2 separate regions of the Mus musculus genome follow, and region 2 is linked to region 1. The links are chromatin contacts, called in public promoter capture Hi-C maps. All regions are on one chromosome and are shown on one strand. The core of a region is the stretch at or near the end of the contact, and the rest is flanking DNA. Distances in the headings are between cores, read along the strand shown. Region 1 holds the start of Adarb1 (adenosine deaminase, RNA-specific, B1). Region 2 holds the start of Ggt1 (gamma-glutamyltransferase 1).

Region 1 (7,345 bases), core at 1,834-4,333:
TCTTCCTTGTGCCCCTTGTATAAATAAGAATCCTGCTGTTACACTGTTAAGGAAAACTTCAAAGCACTATATTTTAAAAGCTGAGCCTAATGGCACGGGTCCATAATTCCAGATACTGGGGAGCCTAAGGCAGGAGGACTGAAAATTTGAGGTCTCCCTGGGCTGCATATAGATTGAGTTCAAGGCCAGCCTGGGGCAGCTTAGTGAGTTGCCTCGAATGTCCTAGGCTCTTGGTTCACTCCAAAGTACCAAGAAAAAAAAAACTATATTGAAATATACCACAACTATACACACACACACACCACCACTACTGAGACAATGTACAAGCCATACACAATAACATCTTAGATAACTGAGCAGTAGGGTACAGACCTTTTGGATGTATTATATACACATGCATTGCTTGTCTTCCTGGATGTATTATGTACACACTTACGTTTTTTAAACCTACAAGCAAAATTTTTCCACTTTGGTAAATACAATTTTATCTTTAAACGCTAACTCTTAAAGTGATTAAGAAGGCAAACTGTCAGTAGGTTCTTGTACTGTGCTGTGGAGGTCAGCGCTGTAGCTCCAGAGGGGAGGTCTAGCACGTGACCAGTTAGAGACTGTTCACTCACTGGACAAGATGGGTTTAAAGGATTTTTTTTATTCCAAAAAATTCTAAAGCAGTTTAAATGCTTTACGGCACATAAACTTACAAAGAAGTGAATTTGCCTATGAGCCAAGATGTGCTTTCAGGATGATGTTATTTCTTGGTAGCTAATCTTCCTGTCTGGGCCTACCAGCAATGACTGAATGGACACATCATGGAAGATACGCGTCATCAGTTTCTCTCTTCAACAATGTCCTTGCAGAAAGGTCTCCTTTGCTCCTTCCAACTGGAGCGTCACAGCTGACGTGGAAGTAGCTGAGTGTGCCCAGTTTCTGAAACCCCTTGACATCTAACAGGCATGGAGAACACATTCCTTTCAAAGCCTGTGGACTCCACCTCCCCACCACTGTGGGATCACAGCACCCAGCCCAGTGTGTCTCATCCACTATTTATCAAGCTCCTGTTGTGGAGGCCCATGCTGTGAATCTGCCCCTTGGAGGATCCTGTACCAAGGGACCATTAATTCTCTCATTCCAAAAGGAGCTGTCCCAACCTACCTTCTGCCTCCTTTTTTTTCTCTCTTTCCCTCCAGGGAACTGTCTCAAGGAAGAAGGGTAAAGAAGTTTCATCCATCCCCGGAGAAAGAAAAAACAAAAAACAAAAACAGCTGGCTTTTACAAACAGTTTTGTCTTGAGACAAAAACAGGTTTGGAAAAATGCAGCTTCCTTTCAAAGGAACAAAGAGGGTTAATACATTATTCCTATTCTCAGTAAAAACTAATGTTTGATCATCTTAATTACCGCACCTACCAGTAAAAAGACCAAGTTTGCTATCGGGCTTCTTTTCGTTATACTTCCAGAATGGAATACAATAAATGATTTTCAAAAAAAGAAAAAAAAAAAGGATGCCCTCATCAGAAGTAACCCAAACCTGCTAGGTGAAAACACTGACCTCCAACCAGACACTCCAGTGCGGATATCCCCCTCATAAATCCCGAACGGAACACTTTTCTGGTCCTCCAAAGGCGACTCCGGCGCCACTAGTCTAGCGTCCACAGCCCCATCTGACATTTCCCTTGCACACAGACACCACACAGTGATTTTCCTCTTGCCTATGTGTGCGCGTCAAAATTCACCTCCAACCCCTAATGTCCCAGATGGCTCCCACAAACAGCAGACGCGCTGGGTACTCGCGCTGGGTACTCGGAACTTCGTCTCCCAGGCGCTCGGCGCCCATGTGGGCTCTGAGCCCTCGGAAGGGGCATGGACCACCAAAAAAGCAGCCTGCCTCACCTAGGTTACGGTGTCCACCCCGTGGGAGCGCAGTGTCTCCTTTGCAGGACACAAGATGCTCTCACTGGGCGTAGCTTTCCCTCTGTGGGATATAGGGTTAGGGTCTCCCTCCTCGGAGTTCAGAGTATACTCTGCAGGGCACAGGGTTCCCTCCCTGTGCCCTTCCTCTGGGCGCCGTCTCGCCTCTGCGGAGCACATGGTCCCTTCTGCAGGGCACAAAGTCCCCATCCCCTGGTGCAGCTTCCTCTCCTCAGAGCACAGGGTTCCCACCCCCCAGCCTGAGCTTAGCCTCCCTTCTGCTAGGCACTGGTCCCTTCTGCAGAATACAGAGCTCAACCTTTCCTCTACCAAGCACATGGTCCCTTCTGCAGGGCACAGGGTCCCCATCCCCGGACACAGATTCAGAGTGACACAGGGTGTCTCTTCTCAGGGCGCAGCTTTCCTTTTGCAGGGCACAGGTCCCCTCTCTAGGATACAGGGTCCCCATCCCCGGACGCAGCTTTCCTTCTGCAGGGCACAAGGTCCCCCTCCCGGTGTGCAGTGTCCCCTGTGCTGGGTAAAGGTCCCTTCCCGGGGTACAGGGTCCCCTCCCCGGAGCACAGGTCCCCTCCGCCCGGTACACCATTCCCCTCCCCGGGCGCAGTCTCCTCTCTGATGGGCACAGGTCCCCTCCCTGGAGTACAGGGTCCTCTCCGCGGGCACAACCTCCTGTCCGAGAGGCGCACGGTCGGCTCGCCGCGGCGCAGCGCATCCCACGCGGACGCGGCGCCTCCAGGAGCGGACGAGCCGTCCTGGGCGCAGCCTCCTCCTGCAGCGCAGCGCATCCAAGAGGACCGCGGCCCGCCCTCCGCGCGCCGCCCGGGATGCGCCAGGGACCCCGCAGCTCGCCGCGGGCCCGGGCCCCGCACCATAGGGTCTGGGGTCGGTGGTCAGGTCCGCGGCCGCCGGCGCTGCGCGGCCTCAGCCACCTGCCCCGCGCTTACATAAACGCGGCCGCCCGCGTCCCCGCCGCCTTACCTCCGCTCACGCTGCGCCCGCGGGCTGCCGGCGTCTGGCTCTGGGCGCTGCGGCGGCCTCGGCTAGCCCCGCGGCCCCAGCTAGGAGCCCCTCGCCGCCGCCTCAGCCTCAGCCACCTCAGCCTCAGCCGCTGCCTCAGCCTCTGCCTCTAGCCTCGGCGCCGGCGGCTCCGCCCCCTCGGCTCGCCCCGCCCCAGCCGCCGCAGCCGCGCGCGCGTGCTCGCTTGCAGGGGTGGAGCCAGCGCTCCACGCTGACGTGCGCGCCTCCTGCCCGGAGCCGACGTCCGGACTCGCTCGCGGCGGCGGGAACTGCGAGGGTTAGCGGTTAGAACCAAAACAGGTCGTGCGTCGCTAGGGAGACTCGAAGCGGAAGGGAGCCTCCGACACGCACCGAGAAGATCGACGGGGGCGGGGTTCTCGAACTCGCGGGCAGGAGCCTCGGATGGGACCTAAGGGGACAGGTGGGACCAAGGATCCTAGAGATCCTGTGGGATCTGGGAATGGGGCAGGGAAAATCAGAGCGAAGCCACTGAAGTGCGACTGTGACCGCCGCTTGAAGACCTACTACACCCCGTACGTGGTACCCTGGCATCCCGCAAGAATCGTCCCTGGGCCTTCGTCCAGTTTTGAGAGCTGGCCCTGGCCACTGACACCCACCTCCGTAGACCTTGAAAATAAGTAGGGAGAGGAGCAGGGACATGATTTTGTGAAGCAGGGTGTCTACTGGTGGTCACTAGAAATGATGGCCGGTTTTTAACCTAGACCCCAGGGTCAAGTTCAGGCTCTGCCACCTCTTAGGCATACCAGATGTGTCTTGTGCTTGCATTGTCTGTTTCCACGTTTGTTTAAAAAGAAAAAGGTCTAGTAAAAGACAAGTGCAGGTAGGTAAAGTACTGTGTCGAGCATCCAAGATGTGGTCAACAACTTGTGTGGTTCCTCGCCAGATTGTCTTAACCTGGGGTGCTATGCCCAGAACGGGGCCTGGAGAGGTCCAGAATCGGAAGCATGAACTGACCACAGGAGTAGTGTTGTAGCCGGTCCACATCTGCTTCCATCACAAAAACATGTCCTTTGGACCAGCTAGCCACTCAATGAATTCTTCAGCCTGCCTAAAAGGTGGGCACCAGGCAGTGCCTACGGGTGCACTTGTTGGCAAGTAAGTAGAGATCATCACTCTTGGAACACCTACCAGGATGTCAAGCTTCACATACAAGTATGTGCACAAGGACAAATGTGTCTGTTTCTAGGTATCACACTACCCCAGAACTTAGTAACTTAAAGTCATGGTTTGTAAGTCTGATGAATAGCAGCTTTTATGCAGTGTTCAGCTGGTTTGGTTCATCTCTGCTTCATAGATGACCTCACTCCCTTATGTCATGTGTTACCTACTGTTAGTAAGCTAGCTCTCGTTGCTTCTCATAATGGCTGTGGTTTGGCCACAAGAGAGCAAGTTCCAGCCTTTTCATCCCCTGTGCACATCACCTGTGTTCCTGTGACTCATTGACTGAATTGAAGATGCTGATCTGACACAAGTACATATGAGAGACAGAGATCTGGACAAAGGAAGTATGCTCATCTGAGATGGTCGCTTTGATAGATCTTTGGTTCATTGTGGATTGTTACAGCAAAAACAGAACTCTGCGGTCTCAACCAGGATTAAGTGGAATGACCTTCTTTCTCTGCTGTGTACACTGCCAAAAAAACTAGCTTGAAGTGAAGATAACAGAGCACATAAACAGAAGCTAGAAAATGACATTTTGACAGCCTCCAGGTATCTGTCTGGTGGTGTCATATGCATGGATGGGTTAATTGGCTAGAAAGATATCTTCATCTTCATAGTCTGGAAGTAGAACAGGTCAGGATGCCAGAAAATAGCATAACTGGGAGGCAGTTCAATGTAAGGAGCAGGTATGTTGGACTTGAACTTTGCAAACCCACTATGACACATAGCTGTGAAACTGGACAGATCATTCCATCTATAGGAAAGATGTTGATCCACCTGAAATCTGGTCCATCACTGGTGACCAGAAAGACTTGATGGCGGAGTCTTAGGAATCATAACACATACAAATGTGAATTGGGATATATATATATATATATCAGTAGTTCAGGAGTCGCCACACAAACCACATGAACACCGATTCAGTCAGGTTGGTTTATTGAACACACACCTAAAGACTGATCGACCAGGGCAACAGCTCAGGCTTGAAAGCTAAAAAGCTGTGAGCTGGACATTTCTCAGGGCCAGCTTACAAAGGCTAAGCCCACAAAAACCACAATGAGCTCATACACAGGTGCTGGAAGTGCTTGCCTGGTGGTCAGCCCTGACTCAAGCCATTTTAGACATAACAGCTCATATTGAACTTTAATTTGATGGGTCCTAAGTGAAGCTTATGGCTGTGGAATTTCTTAAAATTAACAAGCCTCATAACATACAAAACATAACAGGGTATGTGGTCTGGTCAGTATGACCCTGCTCTGAGTCAAATTATTTTTTTGCATCAATGACTACCAGGGATATTACAGCAACAATATGAAATAGCTGGCAAGCATGGAGCAAAATGGCTATAGCTATGCTGGGGGCAAGTCTCAACAATATCCGTGTGTGTGTGTGTGTGTATGGCTATATAGTTTATTGAAGGAAATAGGAGGCCTGTGGTATTTGAGCGGTTCCTTTAGCATGAGTGAAGATGGTAGTGAGGGTGCCCAAGATGGAGGAAAGAGTATTTTCACCTCAGGAATTAGAACTGCTGCCAGTGTTCCTGTGGAGTTATACTGACTACCTCCCTTGACTCTTACACCCTCCCTCAAATACCAGGAGGTGAAATAAATTGGATGATTAAATCACACAGGGGATTGACAGATCTGTGGCCCGCTTTTGTGCACTTCACAACCTAAGAAATTATTCTACAGTTCGCATTGTAATGAGGGGTGAAATATGCAATGGGCTTATGTGATATACAAAGCTTAAAATATTCGCCATCTGGCCCATTATATTAAAAAAAAAATGAGCCAAGTAGGCTCTACCTTTTGGAGTTGGGAGTTAGATCAGCCCCCATCAAAGTGTGTGGGCTTCTAGGGAAGGAAAAAGTAAACAGCAGCACTAGTAGTAAAGAGCAATGGCTGATGGGTACCAGCATCAGTGCTAACCCAGGGTCCCAGATTGGATGCAGAGAGCTTAAGTCAGGTGGCACTGCAAGGAATTATTTTGGGAAATAGCTGTCAGTAAGACTAAGGAGGGATGGACTGACCGCCACAGCCTGAGGGGGGAAACCCACAAGAAGGACTGCCATCTGGTGCTGGGGAAGATGATGGTAAGGTAAGTGTTGCAGTGGGAGTGGCGGGGGAGGGGGGAGATAGAGGCCCTTTAGGCTCTGTTGAGTGTGCAAGTCTGTCAGATGCTCAAACAGTATCAGGAAGGCAGATAGCAACACAAGAGAAGAGAGTCAGAAGGAGGACATCCATGGAAGACCCAAGGAGGTAGAAGAGGTCACCAACCACCTAAAGAGAGTGGAGAGAGGAGAAAAGAGAAGCTAGGACAAAGGAGGACCCCAGAAATAAGCCAACAAAAGAAAAGATGAAAACCCACTGGGTTTGAAAACAGGAGGTTAGAGTGACCTTGAAGATTCAGCCGTGTATTGGGGATGCTATTATCTACAAAGAGAAAAACTTCAAATCCCATGCCCCATTTTCTTTTCTTAAGTTTTATTTTTGTGGTGCAGATCAAACTCTGGGACCCATGGAGCATTCTACCACTGAATCACTCTCTGACTTCAAAACTTAAGAAGAATAACAAGTATAGACTAACTTCACTAATAAAATCCAAAATTATTACAGAGCCAGAGGGAAGCACTCAGCAAACCAAACTCCAGCCACAAACAATGGCGTGTTCAAATTACATATTTTCCCAAACCATGACTTTGTGTTCACATGTTTACATGGGGCAGCATTGTATCATCTCGGGAGCTTCAGAGAAGGATTTTTGAGAAGCCAACCTTGGATCAAGCCCATAGTGCTAGCAATAAATAGGCCAAGGCAGGAGGATCAATTCAAGGCTGAGGATAGAATGGGCTACAGAATAAAACCCTATCTCAAAAGGGGGGGTGGAGATGAGAATACAAAGCTTCTAATAAAATCCAGCATTGTTTCTGTTTGGAGAAACACTCTTAGAAAAAGTAAGACCGGGCGTGGTGGCGAATGCCTTTAATCCCAGCACTTGGGAGGCAGAGGCAGGCAGATTTCTGAGTTCAAGGCCAGCCTGGTCTACAAAGTGAGTTCCAGGACAGCCAGGGCTACACAGAGAAACCCTGTCTCGAAAAACCAAAAAAAAAAAAAAAAAAAAAAAAAAAGAAGAAAAGAAAAAAAGAAAAGAAAAAGTAAGAAGAGAGCTTCCTCGGTTCCAGGAAAGTTATATTAAGACTAAGCAGTGGTTCTCAAACTG
Region 2 (7,345 bases), core at 3,473-5,972, 1.9 Mb before region 1:
CGAATGTGTCTCCCAAAGGGCCAGATGTGGCGATGCAATGTACAAATGTGGTTGTGTATCCTCGGTGGGCTCAAGCTGCCTGTCAGAAAGGTGCGTGCGCTGTGGCTTTGTCTGGGCTGTTATGGTATCTGTCTCCTGACCATCGGGGCTACGCCTCCCAGGACCTCTTCTCCCAGATCTGCTGCTTCCTTTCTTCCTGCAGGATGGGGAGCTGCATTCTTCCCATTGTCCTTTAGTGAGAGATGCCCACTCCGGCTCTCGAAAAGGTCCAAATCTGGGCTCTTAGCTCCAGACTGGAGGTCCCTCAACACACACACTCAACACGTCAGACTTCAAATCCCAGTGTCCCAACGTGCCAGCCCCATCTTTAGCAAGCAATCCACCAGCCCCACCTGGCCCCCCACTTTAATCTGCAACCTCCCTCCAGGCAAGAAGCACAACGCCTGCAAACCCCGCGTGCCGCTAGAAACGCACCCACCCCTGAGCCCGCAACCCCGGCCCCTCCCTGACACCCTCAATCCCGGGCCGCCCCGCTCTTTCTCTCGCCTGGCGCAGGAGGCGCAGCAGCTGCCGAGCGCGCTCCGGCCGCCGCTCCCGAAGCGTGGACTGGATCTCTCGCAGCCAGCGCACCCGGCGCTCGTAGGGCGCGGGCCCCGCACTCGGCGCCGCAGGGGCATCTGCTCTCGCCCGCCGCCCCAGCCGCGCCCCCATGGCCGCCGCGGGCGGGCGCCGGGAGGATGGAAGGGAGGCGGGTTAGCCGCGCCGCGCCCCGCCCGGGATGCGCGGGATGGGCAATGCCGGGTCTACGGCTGCGCGCCCAAGCACTGGCCGCCAGCGTGGAGCCCAGGGTCACTCCTCTTTGGCAGAGGTTTCGTTGTCGAGGGCCCCGCCCGCGTACGACCTGGTGTTGGAGCTCTTCCCGGGAGCAGCCAGGGCGGACGCTGCGGAGGACAAGGTGGCATTTGGCACCTCTCAATCATGTGGCCCCAGTCGGGGCTGACTTGGGGGGGAAAATCGTCGTCTGTCTGTACAAAAAGTGCTTCAGGCGGGTGAGGGTGCTTTAGGCAAAGCCTGCACCCTGTTTCAGGAATCGCCCCTGCAAGCAAGTGGATCCATCTGCCTTGTCCACTCAGTGTGGGTGTTAGCAGCCTCGGCAAATACCGGATGATACTTACTGCTCAGAGGAGGACAGAAGCAGGCCTAGGCAGGCTGAGCATAGTTGGCTTCCTCTGATCCCCCCATGCCTGAGAGATGAACAGGCTAAGCCCAGCTCTGGGCAGCCTGGCGCCAGGCCCTGCATATATGTTCCTGGTTCTAAAGGGTCCCTGACTCCTCTGAAGAGCATCTAGCTCCTGTGGGGGTTTCCTCAGCAGTTCCTGTTGGAAGCCTGATGCTCGATGCAGCCACACACGATCCCGGTTTCTCATATTACAGAGGAGGGGGCTTTTGTGGCTTTGCACTCTAGACTCTGCCCCCCTCACCCCTCCTCCTAATTAAAAAACATGTGTCCGGCCTGAGTCTGGGATGCACGGCGGGGCAAGTGTGCAAGCCTAGCTGAAGGATGTGAGAGTAGACCCATCCTAGGGCATTTAGTGAGAGATACCTGCCAGAATCCTTCCTTTGGGTCAAGCAATGCTTGACCAGAAACTGAAGGTAGAGGTGAGAGACTGGATGTCAGGCTTTGTGATGCCCTAGGACTGAGACCCTCAGACATGGCAGAAGTCAGCATCCTTCCTGATTCTTGGACCTTCTTCCCCCGCTACCCTCCACGCAGCCTCCCATCCCCTCCTCTGCAGCATCATTGTCCTAGGGCCGGCCACCTTGGCACGACAGGTTTCCTCCCTGGCAAACCTGCATGACGACCCAGTCTGCCCTCTGCCAGGGCCAAGGCTGTGGCTGAATTGACAGTGTGCGAATGCCAGAGCTTTGAGCTTCCAGTCCAAGTATCCCAGGGCCTTCTCAGACCCCCTTGTCCAGAGCTGAGAGCCAGGTAAACCCTCTTCTTCCCTGCATCCTCGGGGCTGGAGACAGACATGGATTCCTCCCAGATCCTGACCGTGTTGTTTCCGGAGGCTAAGCCAGGGCTAGGCATCATACCTTGGAGTGCGAGAAGAGGAAGGTGGGAGCCAAGGGGGAGGAGAAAGCAGGGAGGGAGGGAAGGCTGGACACTAAGCTAGAAAGAAAGGAGCTGGCCTGGACTGGAAGTGTCACAATGCCTAGAACTTAGTCCTGTGGCAGGTAGAGGACTGCCCCCACACCCAGCTCCTCCTCTGTGACTCTCCCTGGCGGAGAAATTCCTAGAGGACCTTTTTCTTTTTTTCCAGGAAAAAAGGAAGTGTGAATTCTGGACCCAGATCCCTGGGCGAGCTTTCGTTCGCCTGCTATCCTGGTGCCTAGGTGAGTTGGCTCTTGGGCACTGTTTCTGTGACTTGGACAAGAGCCCCCATAGACTGAGCTGTCTCCTCTGGAGTGAGGATATCATTCTACCTCACGGGTTTCCCAAGTCTACTGAGCTGAAGGCTGCTGGCCCTTCTCCCAGGAGCTGTCCTGGGCAGCAGGGTTCGTTGGCAATCCCACAGTGAGGCAGAGATCTGATGCTGTCTTCTCAATCTCTGGGGATGATGTTGGGCATAGAGGGTTGACCTGGGTTCCTCATGGCAGCCTTGTCACCCTTAGCTAAACCCATGGGGGTATAAAAAAATGGGAGGCAGGGAACTAGAGAGATGGCTCAGTGGTTAAGAGCACTGATTATTCTTCCTGAGGTCCCGAGTTCAATCCCCAGCAACCACATGGTGGCTCATAACCCTCTGTATTGGGATCTGATGCCCTCTTCTGCATGCATGTAAGCAGAATACTATATACATGGGAGGCAGGGAGTATGAGAGGGAGGATGTCCTCAGACTTCAGGTCTTGGTGGGGACATATAAGGCCCCACGTGGGAACTGTTTGTGGATAAGTTATGGGCAGCAGTTATAGCTCAGTTGTTCTGAGACCTTCACTACTCGTGAGGTAACCCATCAGGCGTGGAGAGGAAGCCAAGATATGAGTGCCTGGCAAGTATGGTGGAAGGCTACATACAGAAGGGTATGGAACTGAACCAGCTCCACCATTGGTCTCTTTCACACAGTCAGAAAGCCCAAACTCAAACCAACTCAAGGCTGTTAATTCGGCCAGGTCATCTGTAATCAGGTCATCTCCAGCTTCCTGGTAATCGTGACTAGGACTCAGTCTCTGTTGTTTGTTGTTCCTTGTTTGTTTGTTTGTTTGTTTGTTTGGGATAGTCTCACATAGCCTAGGCTGGTTTCAGTTACTTAGCTGGTAATGACCTTGAACTCCTGATCTTCCTCTATCTACTTCCAAAGTAGATTTGACCTGCCACGCCCAGCCACCGAATGGTTTTGAAACCTTCTCTGGGAGGAAGGAGGCAGATAGATCCTCCGTGGAGACCATTTCCCTGAGCTTACTCTGTCAGGAATGGGTCTTCTGCCTGCAGACGGAGTTTCCCCAGAAGGAAAGGCGGCAAGAGGCTTTCCGTTCCCTGTGTTGCTCTTGGCCGAGTGTGTAGCCATAGACAAAGTAGGGTCCTGTGATGGTTTCAACCTGGCGCCCCAAGTTCAATGGCTTAAAACAGCAAGTCCCGGTTATTGGGAGCCTGAAATCTAATGTAAGCAGAGCCGTGCTCCCCACCTCTCCCCCACTGCCCCCAGGACTATGGGGCCATATCCTTCCTTGCCTCCCCTCCTTCTGAGCTTCCTGGCAATCCTTGAGGCTGTTTGGCTTGTACTTGTGTCGCGCTGACCTCAGCTTCCTACTCCACATGGCTGTCTTCCCTGTGCGACTACCCAACCGGCCATCTTGTAAGACCACTAATTACTGTATTTAGGGCCTACCCTAATCCAGTATGATCTCATCCGAACTAATTACCTTGTGAAGACTCTGTTTCTAAATAAGGTCACACTCTGAGCTCTCCCTAGTGGGCATGAACTTGGTGGAAGGGGGAAAAAAAAACAAGACACCACAGAAGCCTCTGAAACCCTCGGTTTCCTTGTCTGTAAAATGGCGATGGCATTATAGGATTAGAGACTGGCATAGCATAGTGTTGCATAAGTGCGCCTTTATTCTTTAACGTGATTAATCTTCTGTGACATTTTTCTTCTCCTATCAGTGCTGATATTTGAGTCCAGGATCTTTGGCATGCTTGGCGATCGTTCTACCTTTGGGCCACACCTAGCCCCTCTTTCTTACTTTACAGTGAGCCTAACCATTCACTCCTCAGCATCGATCCATTCAGGACTGGGCACTGTGCATGCAGCCTAGACTTCCTCAGAATTGGGAGCCAAGAAAGATTTTGGGAGGTGTCATAAGTTAGCGGAGTCTGAAGGAAGACGACTTTAGCCTGTAAAATGTCCTGGCAGGAGCATTGAGGGCAGAGAAAGGGCAGGGGCAGGCACCAGCAAGGCAAGAATTTCTCTGCAGGGCAAATGGGGGCCTTTGAAGGGTTTTCCAGCGGGAGAGGAAAATGTTCCATTAAGGTAACAGCAGCCTTGCAAACCACTGGTGAGCAAGCGTCACCAGGTGATAGGAGTGGTGGGGGAGGGTACTAGGTGTGGCTTGGAGGAGGTCACAGATAACACCAATTGGAAGGGACCAGTGAAGAGGCAGGGGGTGGCTTCTGAAGGGCTGGACTCTGGCTTCTGTGGCTGGTAGAGGTTTGTGGAAGGTAGTTGCTTAGCTCAGGTTAGGACTTGTTGACCTTGGGCATCTGACACAGCGGGTGGCTCAGACTTGGACTCTATGTGCAATGTGATATAGCTCAGCATGGAAGATGTAAAGAGGAAGGGAGCTCTGGGTAAGCTGAGGACGGAGTGTAGGGAAATTGTTGGGCGGTTTAGGTACCAATTAAGTCGCAGGGAGGTTGTGGGTGGACAGGTGTGCTTGCTTGCCTTGTGGTCCAGGAGGCTGTGAGACACAAGTGAGTTAGTTGGCTTTCCTGCAGACTGTGGCATGTGATGGTAGGGGCGGGAGTGAGGAGACCAGGACATGGGTAAGACAGGGCTTCCCTCCCAGCCCCCCCTAGAGATGCCAGACAGCACAGATAATTACCAGGTGATACAATAAATGCCACCTGAGAAGGGGGGCGGGCAGGAAGGGGGGCAGAAGTGACTGCAGAGCTGGGAGTCAGAGCCAGGCTAACACTGAGGCTTTGAAGAGCTCTGGAGCCTTCTGAAGTCTGTCTGTTTCATCCAGTCCTCAAGCTCCCTTGATCCTCTCTGGAGAGGAAACCAAGGCCAGAAAGGGAAGGTTTCCCAGGTCCCCAGCTCTCAGGGAGGTCAGGCATGAAACCGGGAGCTATGGGGTGCACATTTCTGTTATTCTGCTGATGAATTCTGGAGTTGGACTTCACTCACCAGATGCTGAATGCTCCCAGGAATTAACAAGCTGACCATCCCGGAGGCCCACGCGCTTGGCTAAGTACAGGCTCCACTCACACCAAAGGCGAGTACTGGGATGGGGTGAACGGGCAGCACCAAAAAGCCAGGCTTGCGGGGGGGGGGGGCAGAAGGCAGAAAATCTGACCTTGCTGTGGTGTGGTCATTCAGAGAGTACTTCCTCAACACCGTTGGGTAACAGTGGCCCATTTACGGATTCTTCTGTCTGGTCATTGTGGTCTATGTGTGGTCAGGCACTCTATGCAGGTAGTCACAGGGCATGGGTGTCCCCTGCATCTGTGATCTGTGGCCTGGGATGATTAGAAGGGTCTGAGACCAGACCCATCCAAAATGAGCCGAAGGAGTCACAAGCTGGGGCTCGACGCTAGGGGAGAACTTGCCAGCTGCTTTTAGAGATGAAGAACTCCCCCCAAGGGTGGACTTTTCTAGGGTGTTGGAAAATCAGAGGGAAGGTTGAGAATCTGTGATCCTCACGTTCATTAAGCTGTTGTGACTTTGGATTTGAAGTCAGTTTCATCCCACCAGTTTACCAGGGGAGTCTCAGGGTTGCTGGCTTTCAGGGTGGGGAGGGAGATCCTGTCCCAAGAGAACCGGAGTGTGGGGAGGGAAGGACCCACCCATCTCAATTACTTGAACTGACTTCTGAGGTTTAGACTATCGACCTCAGCTGTGAACCTTACCCACTGGGGGTTCAAGCCCTGCCCAGAGCTTCCTGACATTCAGGTAAGTCAGTACTACCATGGGGTGTGGTTGGACTGTACGAAGAGAGTTTCAGGAAGTGGTTGGCTGAACCCCTCCCCAACCCACTAAGCTGCAACCCTCCAGCATTTGGTTTCCGGTACTGACAGCTCAAGTCTGGCTTTACTAGGACCGGGTTTTCTAAGATGGAGTGCGGGAAGATAAGCCCTTTGAAACAGGAAGTGCCTTGGGGACCACTGTGAACCCACTTCTCTGCAGGGGAGCTGGAGTAATTCCCCAAGCCACCCCCTAAATGTGTTCCTAAGTCTCCTGCCTGGCCAAGGTCCCCCCAGGGCATGAACTCCTAAAAGAGGAGTGACCTTAAGATGAAAGGAGCAGGTGGTGTAGCCCCGCCCTAGGCCACACTGTCCAGCAAAAGCTCTTGCAGAAATTAAACACACAGAGAGCCCCCGCTGGGCCAGTGTCCACACCAACACCCCTTCTCACAGCTGCCCTCTGCCCAGTTCCCCAGAGCAAACCAAGGAGCAAAGAGACACCCGCAAGGGTCTTAATGAGCAAGCCGGGGTTAATGGGTTACCCAGCATGGTGATATATTCACCAGCCTCACAGGGTTCTCAAAGTCCAGACTAGCCGAACTTTCAAGGTCTAGGCACGTAGGCTTTTCCAGCCCTGACACCTTAAGAGTTCAAGGGTGAGGCCAAGGGAAGTCAAGAGACCTCCTCCACACCACCCATGACTTGTCCGAAGCTGCCTCTTCAGGAAGTCTCCAGCTCCAGCCTCTAAGCTTACAGGTTTCTTCCTACCTCAGTTTGGTCTCAGCTCTAGTTCTGACCCTTTCCTCTGGCTCCCATCATAACATCTGCTCCCTCTCTAGGCCCTGGCCTCCCCACCCCGCCAAAAGCACTGTGTGTTTTTTATTTTCTGTGTGTGGTGTTTCCGCTTGTATGTGTGCCGGTAGCCTGCTTGTGTGCCTGGTGCCCCCGGAGGACAGACAGAATAGAGCATCAGACCTCCTGAAACTGGAGTTACAGACAGTTGTGGGCTACCTTGCAAGTGATGAGACTCGAACCTGGGTCCTCTGGAGGAGCAGCCAGTGTAGCCAGTCTCTCTCTCTCTCTCTTTTAAAGATTTTTTTTTTAATTAAATGTAAGTACATTGTAGATGTCTTCAGACACTCCAGAAGAGGGCGTCAGATC

The links. Promoter capture Hi-C pulls out the DNA fragments that hold promoters and counts their contacts.
Region 2: a promoter capture Hi-C map of liver shows a contact between it and region 1, with 5 times the contacts expected there. The contact joins the promoter of Ggt1 here to the promoter of Adarb1 in region 1. A contact is called at or near these places in 1 of 39 promoter capture datasets (liver) and 1 of 9 other capture datasets (pancreatic islet).

What each region holds. Positions count from the first base shown.
Region 1 is chr10:77,415,190-77,422,534 of GRCm38.p6, forward strand. It overlaps Adarb1 (adenosine deaminase, RNA-specific, B1), which reads right to left and starts at 3,084. Exons shown (of 11, transcript NM_001024837.2): 1 at 2,906-3,084. Gm17769 (predicted gene, 17769) reads left to right here and starts at 3,187. Exons shown (of 1, transcript NR_027377.1): 1 at 3,187-5,750.
Region 2 is chr10:75,559,410-75,566,754 of GRCm38.p6, forward strand. It overlaps Ggt1 (gamma-glutamyltransferase 1), which reads left to right and starts at 4,723. Exons shown (of 15, transcript NM_001379537.1): 1 at 4,723-4,849; 2 at 5,412-5,496. It overlaps Lrrc75b (leucine rich repeat containing 75B), which reads right to left and starts at 921. Exons shown (of 4, transcript NM_198860.2): 1 at 547-921. The coding sequence starts at 711.